Linked DNA regions of Sus scrofa: region 2 is linked to region 1. The links are chromatin contacts, called in public Hi-C maps. All regions are on one chromosome and are shown on one strand. The core of a region is the stretch at or near the end of the contact, and the rest is flanking DNA. Distances in the headings are between cores, read along the strand shown. Region 1 has its middle 55 kb from the start of T. Region 2 overlaps LOC110256592 (classical arabinogalactan protein 7-like).

Region 1 (5,738 bases), core at 1,950-4,449:
CTGGCTGCTCTGTATCCCCCAGTGCTTGTTTGCTGATCTGAGAGTAAAGCAGAGTATAAGCAACCTTGAACCAAGTCTGTATTCCATCCAGTCCTTGAACCCAGCCTAGACATTGCGGGATTGTCTAATTTAAGCTGAAATCGCCTTGGCTGTTCTCTGTGTTGTCATCGACCCACAGTTGCTTTCTGAGGAAAACACTGAATCTGACTTTAGATGCCACCTCAAAGCGTCAAGGAGGGCACCACCCTGCATGTCACCTGAAGGGTATGCTGTCCACCAGTCTTTCTGCCAGACCATCAGAGAACTGTGGCCTTGGGTTGCATTATTTTGAACCCAAAGAGAATTTCTTTCACCCAGCTTTGGTTGTTGTGCTTTATGCCTACATTAGGGGGAACTATTTTCCTTTCAAGGTTTTCTTAACATGCTGGTGTTGTCAAGAGTACTGCACACCGCATCCCAAAGAATCACCCTCATTAGACGCTGGAGACACACATGTCAGGGTCAGTTATATTAACCTGCATGTCTTTGGAACACCTAATTCTTTAAAATTTTGTATGTGCTGTCAATTAAGCTATTGATTGAATTTTCTTCTTTTCATTGGCTGGGTGGAAATATAGGACCAAATTTTCAAGTGTTCATCAACTTAACGACACGTTTGGTATACTGACCTTGCTTCCACATTGACCTTGTGTTTTTTCTCCTACTGTTTCATGTCTCCAAGTTCCCATCCTTCATTTCCAATTATACGTGTATTTTTCTTTATCTTTTTGGTCTCGTAACTGTTGGTATTGCTTCTTGGGGGTGGCCAGTGCTTTCTTGTACATGTTCGTCGTCTCTCTTCTGCCAGAGATGCTCTCCTCTTACTTAGCTGCCTAGAAAATTTCTAATTATCTTCCAAGTCTCAGCTCCACAAAGGTAGATGACTTCTGTGAAGTTTTCCCTTTCTTTCAGGAAGAGTTCGGCATTCCTTTCCCTATGTAGCATGTATTTCATCCTTCATCCTATCGTACCACGAGATTGTGGAAAGATTGACGGAGTGATCATAGCTTTGTTGAGTGTAATTCAGACGCGATCTACCTCTCACATAACTAGCAAGTGCAAGCGTTCTCTGTTCAGTGATGGCAGCTGCAGTCCCTCCCTCTTCCCTCCCTCCCAGCAGCCCCATCAAGACGGTACCAGAGCAATTCCAGACCAGGTCCACCTCTATGTTGACGCCAGAGGAACCGGACCCTGTGTGCCCTCAAGAAGCCAGTTACAGCTCTGTGCTATTGGCGTCAAAGATCCCTAAAGTTGCGCATCAAATTGAAAGTGTATCCATTATAGCCGGAAGTAATGACAACCTTCAGTAAAATGTGCTCCATTCCTGGTTCAGTAAGAGGCTCTCTGCTGTCTGGAGGTCTTCAGTGTGGTAATAATTTGATCGCCATGCATTTCCTGAGAGCTTCAGAACAGCTGGTTCTGATCCCTTCCCATGGGTAATGCCAAAATTGTAAAATGTGTGATTTTCTAAACTAGCTATTTCTACGTGGTGCTGAAATACATCGTAGCCGGGCTACAGGCTGAAAGCTGAGACCATTCACACCTCCCACATCTAGCATTTCCTTGTGTTTCCATAAAGAATTGGTTTTCAAATACAAGGGGGAAAGAAACGCATGAAATCAGAAATATTTACAAAATTTGGAGGTACATATGACTCTGGTTATTTTAAGTACAGAAGTTTTGTTTGGGAAAAATCTGTGGAAAAAAGGATTTGGTGGTTGGAATCTTTGGTAGTCTCAAATGTATGCCTTCCTGATTTGAAGAAATATCCTTAATTTCATAATACTTCCTAATGCCATATGGATGCTTATTAGAAATTGCTTAAGAACGTATAGTCTAAGATAACTTTCTAGGAAAAGGGAAAAAACCTGAAGAAATGGCTTATTTTTGAATAGAAGCAATTGTCAGAATGTCAGGTGTCAAAATGTTGAAAATTTTGTAGAGGAAGAAGCTCTAGAAAAATATACCCAACAGCCATGTAGATAGCCACGATTTTCTCAAGAATAGCGTGGGGAAATTACAGAGGAGTCTCATTGTTTGGTAGGAAGAGAACGGGGTGGGTAGTTAGGGACATGGGTTTAACCCAGCTTTGACCCCTGCCATTTGAGATGGGACAAAAAGGTCTCCGTCAAGGGGTCACGGAGACTTGAGCCCAGAACAACCTTCCGGGACCTGGTGACCTTGTTGCTGTCAGTGCTGGCATCAGATATCTGCTTGATAAGCCAGTTCCCACATGAATTTAACGAGACTGTGCCAGGGTGTGTTAAAATTTTTTCTGGGTTTAAAACATCACCTAGACAAAACAGACATTTCTCAATTTCTAGATAAAGCCAGAGAAAACAAGAAAACGCAAAAGAATTCCGATTGGAAGACTTGGGGTCAAATTCTTTTCCGGGGACTTACTTATGAACCCTGTAATTGCTGGTCTTGTTTTCCTTTCTTTGGGGAATAAAATAGACTTTAAAACTATGTCCATGGAGGCAGCTGCCCCCAAGTCCAAGTGTTCTTCCTCAGACAATAACTCACAGGCGATATGCAGCAAGGGGAAAAAACGCGTGAGATGGCAAACTCTGGTGAGCGTCTGCCTTTGTCCAGAAGGTGGCTTTGCAGTTGGACAGCGGGCCTGACCATCACTGCCGCCCTCCGCTCCTGCCTCCGGGGACACGGGGCCTGGCCTCCAGGGCTGGCTGTGGACAAGGCTCCTCCATCTGTCCCCGGGCAACTTCAGAGTCATTCATATCATTGTCCTTCATGCCACCTGAATAGAGGGCAGAAAGCAGAGTGGCGGGTGGACACTGAAGGAGGGTTCTTTCACATCTTTCTTTTTTGGGGGGGGGGGCACACCAATGACATATGGAAGTTTCCAGGCTAGGGGTCGAACTGGAGCTGTAGCCACTGGTCTACACCACAGCTCACAGCAATGCCAGATCCTTAGCCCACTGAGAGAGGCCAGGGATCGAACCCTCATCCTCATGAATTCTAGCTGGGTTTGTTAACCACTGAGCCACGACAGGAACGCCTCCCATCTCTTGATTGGGGCGAAGGGAAGAGTGAAAGGCTCACTGTTTCTCCTCTCCCTCTCTCTCTCTTTCTCAGACCTGCTCACCTTATGGCATGTGAGGGACACTCAGCAAACCTGGCCCCTTGCGGTGACAAACTCTAAAGCAAATGGCCCAACTGCCAGACAGCCTGTGGGAAGAGTCAGCGAGAAATCTGTAAAAAATAATAACTATACGTGGCTGGACCTTTACCCCCCAAAAGATCCCTGGCTCCACCTCCCTTCTGCCCCCCACTCAGGGTCTGTGACACCCCACTGGGCAGCTGGCCTTCTTGTGTCCAGAGAGCTTTCTGAGGCCGCCAAGGACCACAGGTCCCATCCCCTCCTCTCCCCCACGCCACTGTCTTTCTGTTTCCATTCGGACCCAGCACCTCCCAGAAAGCAAATCCGTAGGGAACCGGAAGTGCCGGCCCGAGGGCAGCAGAGTCCCCTCCTGCGAGGACACCCAGATGGAGGTGGGGAGGGCGCTCAGTGCCAGGCGGGGCCTGGGGGGAGCAGGGCCACCCCAGGTGGAGCAGGAAGACATGGGGTCGTGGCCTCGTGCAAGGCCTGCCTCCCAGGTGCCCATGAGAAACGTTATTTGACCAGTGACCGGGTCAAACCTTCCATGTGGCTGAGAGATGAAGCCTGGCTACATCTACAAAACGTTCTACTCCAAGATTCTGAAGAAAAACGTAAAGGCTCTTCTGTGTGTGTGAGCAGCAACCACAGAGTCAAGATCAGAAAGTTTGAAGAGTTGAGCTGAGAGAACAGTTCACCTCAACACTCTGAACCGAACCGAAAGACAAGGAGGTAAAAATAAGATAACCCTAGATTTTTTTTTTGGTATTTTTTAGGGCCGTACCTGTGGTACATGAGGTTCCCAGGCTAGGGGTCGAATCTGAGCTACAGTTGCCGGCCTACACCACAGCCACAGCAACAGTAATACGGGATCCGAGCCCTGTCTGTGACCCACACCACAGCTCATGGCAACGCTGGACGCTCAACCCACTGAGCGAGGCCAGGGATGGAACCCGGCCCTCACGGATACTAGTTGGGTTCATTACCCCTGAGCCACGACAAGAACGCCCTGCACCAAGTTTTTAAAAACTGATAGGAACTCTTGAGAAAGGATTAGAGCAGGTAAACTCACAATAACTGAATTAAAACCCATGCTTACCGAGGGGAACCCGTGCCCTGTGACAAAGAATCAGACATGTGGAGAGCAGACTTGAAAAGCTCACAGGAATTCAGACCAAACAGAAAAAGAAGATGCACTCGCAGAGGTGAGTCAACACATGATGGAATAGAGAGAGAAACAACCATTCGTAGACCAGCTTACTGATACTCCCAATGAGAGAACAAACTCAAAGGAATTCAGGTAACTGTAAGAAACGTTTCCAAAGAAAGCTGACTATACACTGAGAGGACTCACTCAGATAAACAGTGAGAAGACAAAATGCAATGGACGGTGCATTTCAATAGTCCTCCAATCTCTGGGAGAAAGAGAGAACCTGGCTAATTGGAGATTTGAATAATGACGCTAATGAGGATGATAACATAAACACACACACACACACACACACGCACACGCACACACAGACACACGCACATGCACATGCGCGCACACACACACACACACACGCGCATGTGTGCTCGCCCACACATGCACACACACAAACACACACACACACGATAGGATTGTGTTTCCTCAAAATAACCACATCTATGGAAATATTTCAGCATTTAAGAAACATTAGAACACTTCAGCATCTACTATTCAAAAAAGGAAAACTCAACAGGTATGCAAAACACCAGCCGTGTGCAGGAGCCATGGGCCTGTTCTCCTTCTCCCTGCGCTGAACGAGGGGATTGCTCTGGCGAAGGTGCCCCTGGAGAGATTCCCTGATCAGCGAGGCTGACGTAATTCTAAGGATGGAAAGGGCTGGAAAGCGTGAGTGTGCAGACTGGACCGTGGTGGGCACGATGGGCAGAGGGTGGAGTCGACTGCGAAGAGCCACACGCAGGAAGCGAACCAATGAAGGCCTGCAGGAGAGTCTACTAAGTTCAAGCGAATTCCAGCTGGATGAGACCAGCCGAGCAAAGAAAGGCACAGGTAGAAACAGGGATGCAGGCAGGAGCACTGTGTTTCACATCAGACAACGGTGTCTAGTTAGCAAGCTAACCAATGAGGAGCCCCCAAGCCCAGGCAAACAGAAAGCGTGTTATTTGATCCAGAGCCAGGAAAGCATGGATGCTCATATCTGCGCTATGGGGACCCCAGACATTGGTCGTGCCACCTCCTCACTCTGACAGTGACTTTCCTAGTCTTTGACCACCTCTGACCCCGCCCATGACTGCCTTACAGAAAATCATTGCTATGTGTGCGCTCAAGCCTCATGCACTCTTCTTATCCCCTTAAATTGTCAGTTGTGTGTTCGGATCAACACAGACTATGAATGAGGTGAGGAGAAAAACTGGTTCTAGGAAAGCACTCTTTTCTTCCGTAGTGACATGCTCATTCAAATTTTTAATGTTTCAACGTCAGTAAGTTATTTTGATCTCAATGTTTAATGATAAGCACAAATAAAAACCTCCATTGATTAGATTTCGCTTTGAATTTTCATACATCCCTGTCAATTATAGGGCATCCTCCGTCTTT
Region 2 (5,738 bases), core at 2,306-4,805, 130 kb after region 1:
TTTCAACGAGTATAAGAATATGACATGCAAGGTTTTCTGGACCTTTCCACATGAATGTCACACTTAATATGTCCAAAGGAGGATTCTTTTTCTCTTTCAGGCTTTATATTTTAATAAATGGCACTAAATCTCCATCCAAAACTAGTAACCGTCTCTGATCTCTCTCATTCCTTTACCTGTAACAATCAAACCTTAAAGAAATCCTGTTGTCTTTGCTTCCAAAGTCAATCCTAAATCCATTTACTTCTCTCCATTTCCAGTACCAAAAGCCTTGCCTTGTCTGACTTCTGTCTGAAGTAGCCTTCCTTCTGGTTTCTGTTCTTTTTCTTGTCCTATCACAGCATAGTCAGAGCACTCAGGGACATTTTTTTGGAGATGGAAACCATATGAAACTCCACTGATTAATATTCTCCAGTGGGATCCCAAGGCACAAGAATGAATATTCAAACTCTTTATCTTACTCCTTGCTGTAAAATTCTACAAAAACTGGACCCCACCTAATTCATCAACATTCTGTAACTCTCCATCACCCTACTTCAGGTTTACTTAGCAAGTACAGCAACGGGACTTGGTAATGAGTTAAACATAGGACATGAGGAAGGAGTGGCAAAATGACCTGGGTTTCTGCCTTGCTCGATTTGATAGGGTGTTAGACATTGACGCTTGTTGCTGTAAGAAATAGGCCACCCCAAACGCTCAAATACAATAGAATTTTATTTCTGATTCACATAAGGTGTGTTCCTAATCCAGGCAGATGTCCCCCGCTCAAAGATTCAGGGACCCAGGCCCCTTTCCTCCGAGTCCGCCACCCTAAGGTCTCATATTACCTGCACTCAGACTGTGGAAGAAGAGAGTGTGGAGAAAGCACATGTGCTTGTAGGTCTTGGTCCAGAAGTGAATGTGAGTGTTTCTGCTCACATCCCACTGACAAGGGCCAGGTGTGAGGCCACCACTGGATGCAAAGTAAAGCTGGAAAATACCATCCTTGGTGGGAAGGCACTTTCCAGAACTCTCTTCTAGACATGGAGAACACAAATTCCAGTGATCATCCAGCTAGCTCTGTCACAGATAAGCGTCTCTGACACAGAACATGGACACTGCAGAGAGCCAGTTTTGGGAGTGAGCATCATGGGTTCATGTGACAGCAAGCAAGGTGCAAGAAAAAGCACATACTTTGGGGTGAACTATCTATGCATTTGATGCCAAAACTCACCAGTCAATTTGGGTAAAAAGCAATTAGTCAACTGATGGTTGGACTAATTTTCAAAGGAAATTATTCATTTCCCAGAAGCTGTTTTGCTTCTTATCTATTTCAGCATCACATAAGTTCAACCACTGAAGTTCAGATTCAAATCATGGCATACATTCTGTGGATCTCAGAAACTAGAGCAGCAGTCAGAGGGAGGGACATGTGATTAAGATGGAGTGGGCTGTCCTGAACAAAGATTCTGGAAAGACCATGAGCTTATAAGACAGAAGTGGAATCTGCATATGTGGGTCAATGCAGTCAATGAATTGAAAAAGGGCCTTTCTTTGTTTTATTCAATTTGGAAATAAATATTGATCACTATTTCCTACAGCTCACGCAAGTGATGGAGGAAAAAAGGTGATTGAGACTATTTGGAAAGCCACTTTGACAAGGGAATGTATGAATATCTCTAGATACTCAGACTTTAACAATGAATATCAGATCAGCTAATATCATTGCACAATTTTATGTGACAGGACTGTACTTAGTAATGGGAACAAATAAAATGAGAAAAACACATCCACTCCGGGGAATTATACCATCTGGTGGAGAGGTAGCAAGAAAAGTTGATTATCTTAATGGCCTCTGCTGATTTCTAAGGCCAGGTGAGAAGGCCTGAGCAGAGCACCACGGGACAGAAAGGGAAGAACTCCTGGCAGACTTGGTTTCTAGAATGAGTCTTAAAGGAATAGCTGAGAGAGGTAGGAGGCCACTCCAGGCAGAGAAGAGAGCCAAAATCAGGATACAGTTGAAAAATCAGTGTGGGAGCACTGGGCCATTCTCCATCGGTGCAGGGTAGACAGCGACGGGAGTGGGCAGGGGCGCAGGGATGGGGAGGTAGGCCAGGCCAAGCCCAGAGCTTTGCTCGGGACCTTGGGCTTTACTTGTGTTTCTGGGAGCCACTGGATGTCTTAAAACAGAAGAGAACACAGTCATTTGTTATATTTTAGATGGCTTGCTCTGCAAAGTGTGTTTGAAGAGATCCGTGGTGTGGAGGCAGGATAACAGGAAAGAAAACCCGCCCTTTGCTGCTTGGCGTGGAGTCCGTTCGTTGGTGCATGCATCGATTCATCCAGCTAGTGTTAGGAAACATTGGTGTCATGCTGTACCTGGCTGGGTGCTGAAGATGTGACGGAAAATGAAAACAGGGTCCCATCCCATAGAGAAGGCGCTTCCTGCTGGGTGAGTGTGGAATCACCGAAACTTGCCGTTAAGAATTAGGTTGACAATTCGGTGTGTGTGCAGGTGCTGAACAGGCTGGGACTTCAACATTCTCGATCTCATGCTCTCGGCTTCCCACTATATTGCTGCCCACACACAATACCAGTGACCTGAAACGGGATCTCTCTACCAGGTAAGAGAAGACCAAAGCCTGGTTTTAATCACTAGCTTGCTTGGAAAATCACACCCTGTCGTCAGTATTCTGCTTAGTCCAGGGAATGTCTTCTATTCACTCTGTGTGACTTTGCTGTGTTACCTGGTAGCCACCTGTGTATGAGATGTGCTGAAGAAAGGGGACGTTTGCAGTTTTCTTTACAGAGTCGTGATCGAATTTGGCCTTGAGAATAGAGTTTGGAAGGGGGACTCAACTTTGTCACTGATCTGTTCTGTACTCTTTTTTCTGTTACTAATCATACTCACTGGGCTTGGAAGGGGGGTCTTCCAAGACTCACACTCACTCACAGATGTTCATACTCCCCCAAGCTAAGTTAGAGGCTGTCTTCTCCCCTCCTCTACAGTATTTATCACATCATATAGTAATTGCGTTTGCTTGGAGTTTCCGTTGGGGCTCAGTGGTAACGAACCCAACTAGTATACATGAGGATGCAGGTTTGATCCCTGGCCTTGCTCAGTGGGTTAAGGATCTGGCATTGCCATGAGCTGTAGTGTAGGTCGCAGACGAGGCTCGGATCCGGCATTGCTGTGGCTCTGGCGTAGGCTGGCAGCTGCAGCTCTGATTCAACCCGTAGCCTGGGAACCTCCACCTTCAAGGCCCTGTCCTTTCCTGTTAGCTGTGTGCATACAAGAGAGAAAAGCAACTTCCTGCCCACTGGTTGTCTTTACTCTTGAGTGATAAGTGGGAAGACCCCCGTGGTCCCTTCAGCCCGAGCCTTTCCCCCTGAGGCTGGGGCTGCAAGGTCCCGGGATTTGGCCCAGGTGGCCTGCATCCTCAGCAAGCCTGTTGGAGTCCTGCCTCCACCCTCCTGGCATCACAGTCCCCTTGACTCTTGCCAGCATGACTTATCAGATTGCTCTGACCAATCGGCCTTTCCTGACGAATTACGCAAAGGGCCAATGAAAAATTAGTGTACAAAGAGAGTCAAAAAGAAAGGAAAAAAACAGGTTGCTGAGCAACCCAACTCCGTAAGCAGTAAGCAGAGGGAGATGCTATTTTTACACCAGGAAGGTGGCTGCAGTTGATTTTGTAGCAAACTCCTGGCCTCAACCACTGGAGTGACCTCCTGGAGACCTCCCAATGAACTGCAGAGCTGCCAACTGCCAGGGGTAGGTCTCTGATGAAATGAGGCCTCTTCAGAAAGGGCTCCACAGCAATTATGTCTCTCAGAGTGCCCTGTGCTCTTCCTGCAGAGCACACATCAACGTTTGTAATTATAAAGGTATTTGCTGGGTTTTGTGAAATCTCCCTCTCTGCACTGGACTGGAAGCTGGCGGAGGGGAGGCACAGGGCCTGCTTCTCTTCATCACTGTTTATCGCCAGCATGTATTACACCGGCTGTTCACAATAGGTCTCAATCTTTGTAGAATGAATTGATGAATGAGTGGAAATTAGATTGATACTAGTACGTTGGATCTGATTGTCATGAAATGTCATCTCTAGTCAAAATGTGGGAGACCATTAGGATTTCAAAGGTTTTTCTGTAAGTTGCTAACAGAAGTATTTTTCAACAACAAAATACCTAAATGCTGGTACCTGCTGTGTGCTGTCCCCTAAATTAGCCAGCATGCTTGCACTGGGAGCACCCAGATCTGTGAGTCGCCATGCTATGTGACCTTGGAGCTCAGCTGGGAAAGAGAAGATGAGCCAGGCATGTGGGCTCTTCCAGGGGGCCTGCGCAGAACAGCAGAGCAGGGGAAGGGGCTGGGGTGCCCACCGCTGGGGGAGCAGTAGCTGTGTGGTCCTGGGAGGCCTCCGGATCAGGCGCCTCAGCGAGGAGACCTAAGAAGCGAGGGGCGGCTGTGCAGACACAGCAGACCCTCCCCTTGCCCTGGCTGTGCCCCAACACCGCCTTCTTGCTCACTCTCCTGCTCCGGCTCCTCACCTTTCCCCCAGCAGATGCTGGGAGGCCCTGCCCTTCCGTTTGGTGGGTTCCCCCCACTCCTCTGTCTACACACACCTGTCTCTGGGTGGTTTCACCCAGACTCAAGTTCTTAAATCCACACACAAATGTCTCCCCTCTGGAACTCATCTCCAGACCTCAGTTTATAAACCTAGCTGCGGAAGCCCTGGCCAAACAGCAATGATTTCTGCATTAAGCTTCCAGACACAGAGGGGTCATCCTTTCTCTAGGCAATTTGTTTCACTCCTGGACACTCTTGAGTTGTGAGGAGGGTCGTTTGCTTCTCCAAGTTCCTTTTGGTTCTGGAACCCCAAAATGCCCACATTCTTGTCCAACTGATGGTTAAACATCTCAAGGTAGCTATTGTGTGTCTTTTAGCTGCCTCCTTGTATGTTTCCAGACCTTTAATAGATACTTGATACGTGCATGTTAAGTGTAAAGCATGGCGCTAGGTGCTTTGGTTACTGAAATGATGGTCACAGAGTCTGTCCTCTGGCATCTCGTGGCTCGGTAGGGGCAACAGGCTTTGTCCTGCATGAGCTAGGACATGGTGAACGTGCTGCAGCACCGACCCCAAATGCAAGGGGGCCAATCAGACGAAGTGCTGCTGAGGGGTGTCCGGGTGGCGGTCCATGTGGTCTCAGGGCGGAGCAGGCGTGTGGAGGGTCAGTAGGACTCAGACGTGGGAGGCTGGGGAGGCTGAGAGACTGTGCGGGAGAAGGTAGGAGGGACTGGCACAAGGGGCCAGGAGGAACTCTTGTTTTGCTGCTCGAGGACCCTGGGTGCCTTAGTAGTTCTCTGGGCCTTTGTAATGAACTAGGCAGCTTCAACTACAGAAATGAAAAGTCCCAAGGTCTGGAGACCAGATGCCTAAAATCCTGGTGTCGACAGAGCCGTGCTCCCGAGGGCTCTCGAGGAGGACCCTGTCTTACCCCTTCCAGCTTCCCGTGGCTCCAGGTGTCTCTGGGCTTGTGGCAGCACCGCTCCAGTCTCTGCCTCCATCTTCACATGGCCGCCTTCCCTTGGTGTTTGTGTGTCTCTGTTTTCTCCTCTTTTGAGGACACCAACCACGATGAATTGGACTCACTTTGGTAGAGTATGACCTCATCTTAACCTGATTACATCTGCAAAGACCCTACTTCCAAATGAAGTCGCTGGAGGGTAGAACGCCACCATATCTTTTAGGGGGA

What was found. Hi-C and Micro-C count contacts between places; a contact is called where the count stands out from the background.
Region 2: a contact with region 1 is called in a Hi-C map of omental adipose tissue, with 1.9 times the contacts expected there. The contact joins two enhancer-like sites. A contact is called at or near these places in 1 of 5 promoter capture datasets (fetal skeletal muscle) and 2 of 47 Hi-C or Micro-C datasets (embryonic fibroblasts and omental adipose tissue).

What each region holds. Positions count from the first base shown.
Region 1 is chr1:2,769,747-2,775,484 of Sscrofa11.1, forward strand. No RefSeq gene overlaps it. Among named protein-coding and RNA genes, the nearest start is that of T, 55 kb to the left of the region's middle. Within about 2 kb of position 3,200, at least 1 of the 83 cell types and tissues checked has an H3K27ac peak or open chromatin away from gene starts, as enhancers often do. A contact at or near this core is called in omental adipose tissue, where this site is marked.
Region 2 is chr1:2,897,451-2,903,188 of Sscrofa11.1, forward strand. The region is part of intron 1 of LOC110256592 (classical arabinogalactan protein 7-like); the gene reads left to right. Among named protein-coding and RNA genes, the nearest start is that of MIR9831, 6.6 kb to the left of the region's middle. Within about 2 kb of position 3,556, at least 2 of the 83 cell types and tissues checked have an H3K27ac peak or open chromatin away from gene starts, as enhancers often do. A contact at or near this core is called in omental adipose tissue, where this site is marked.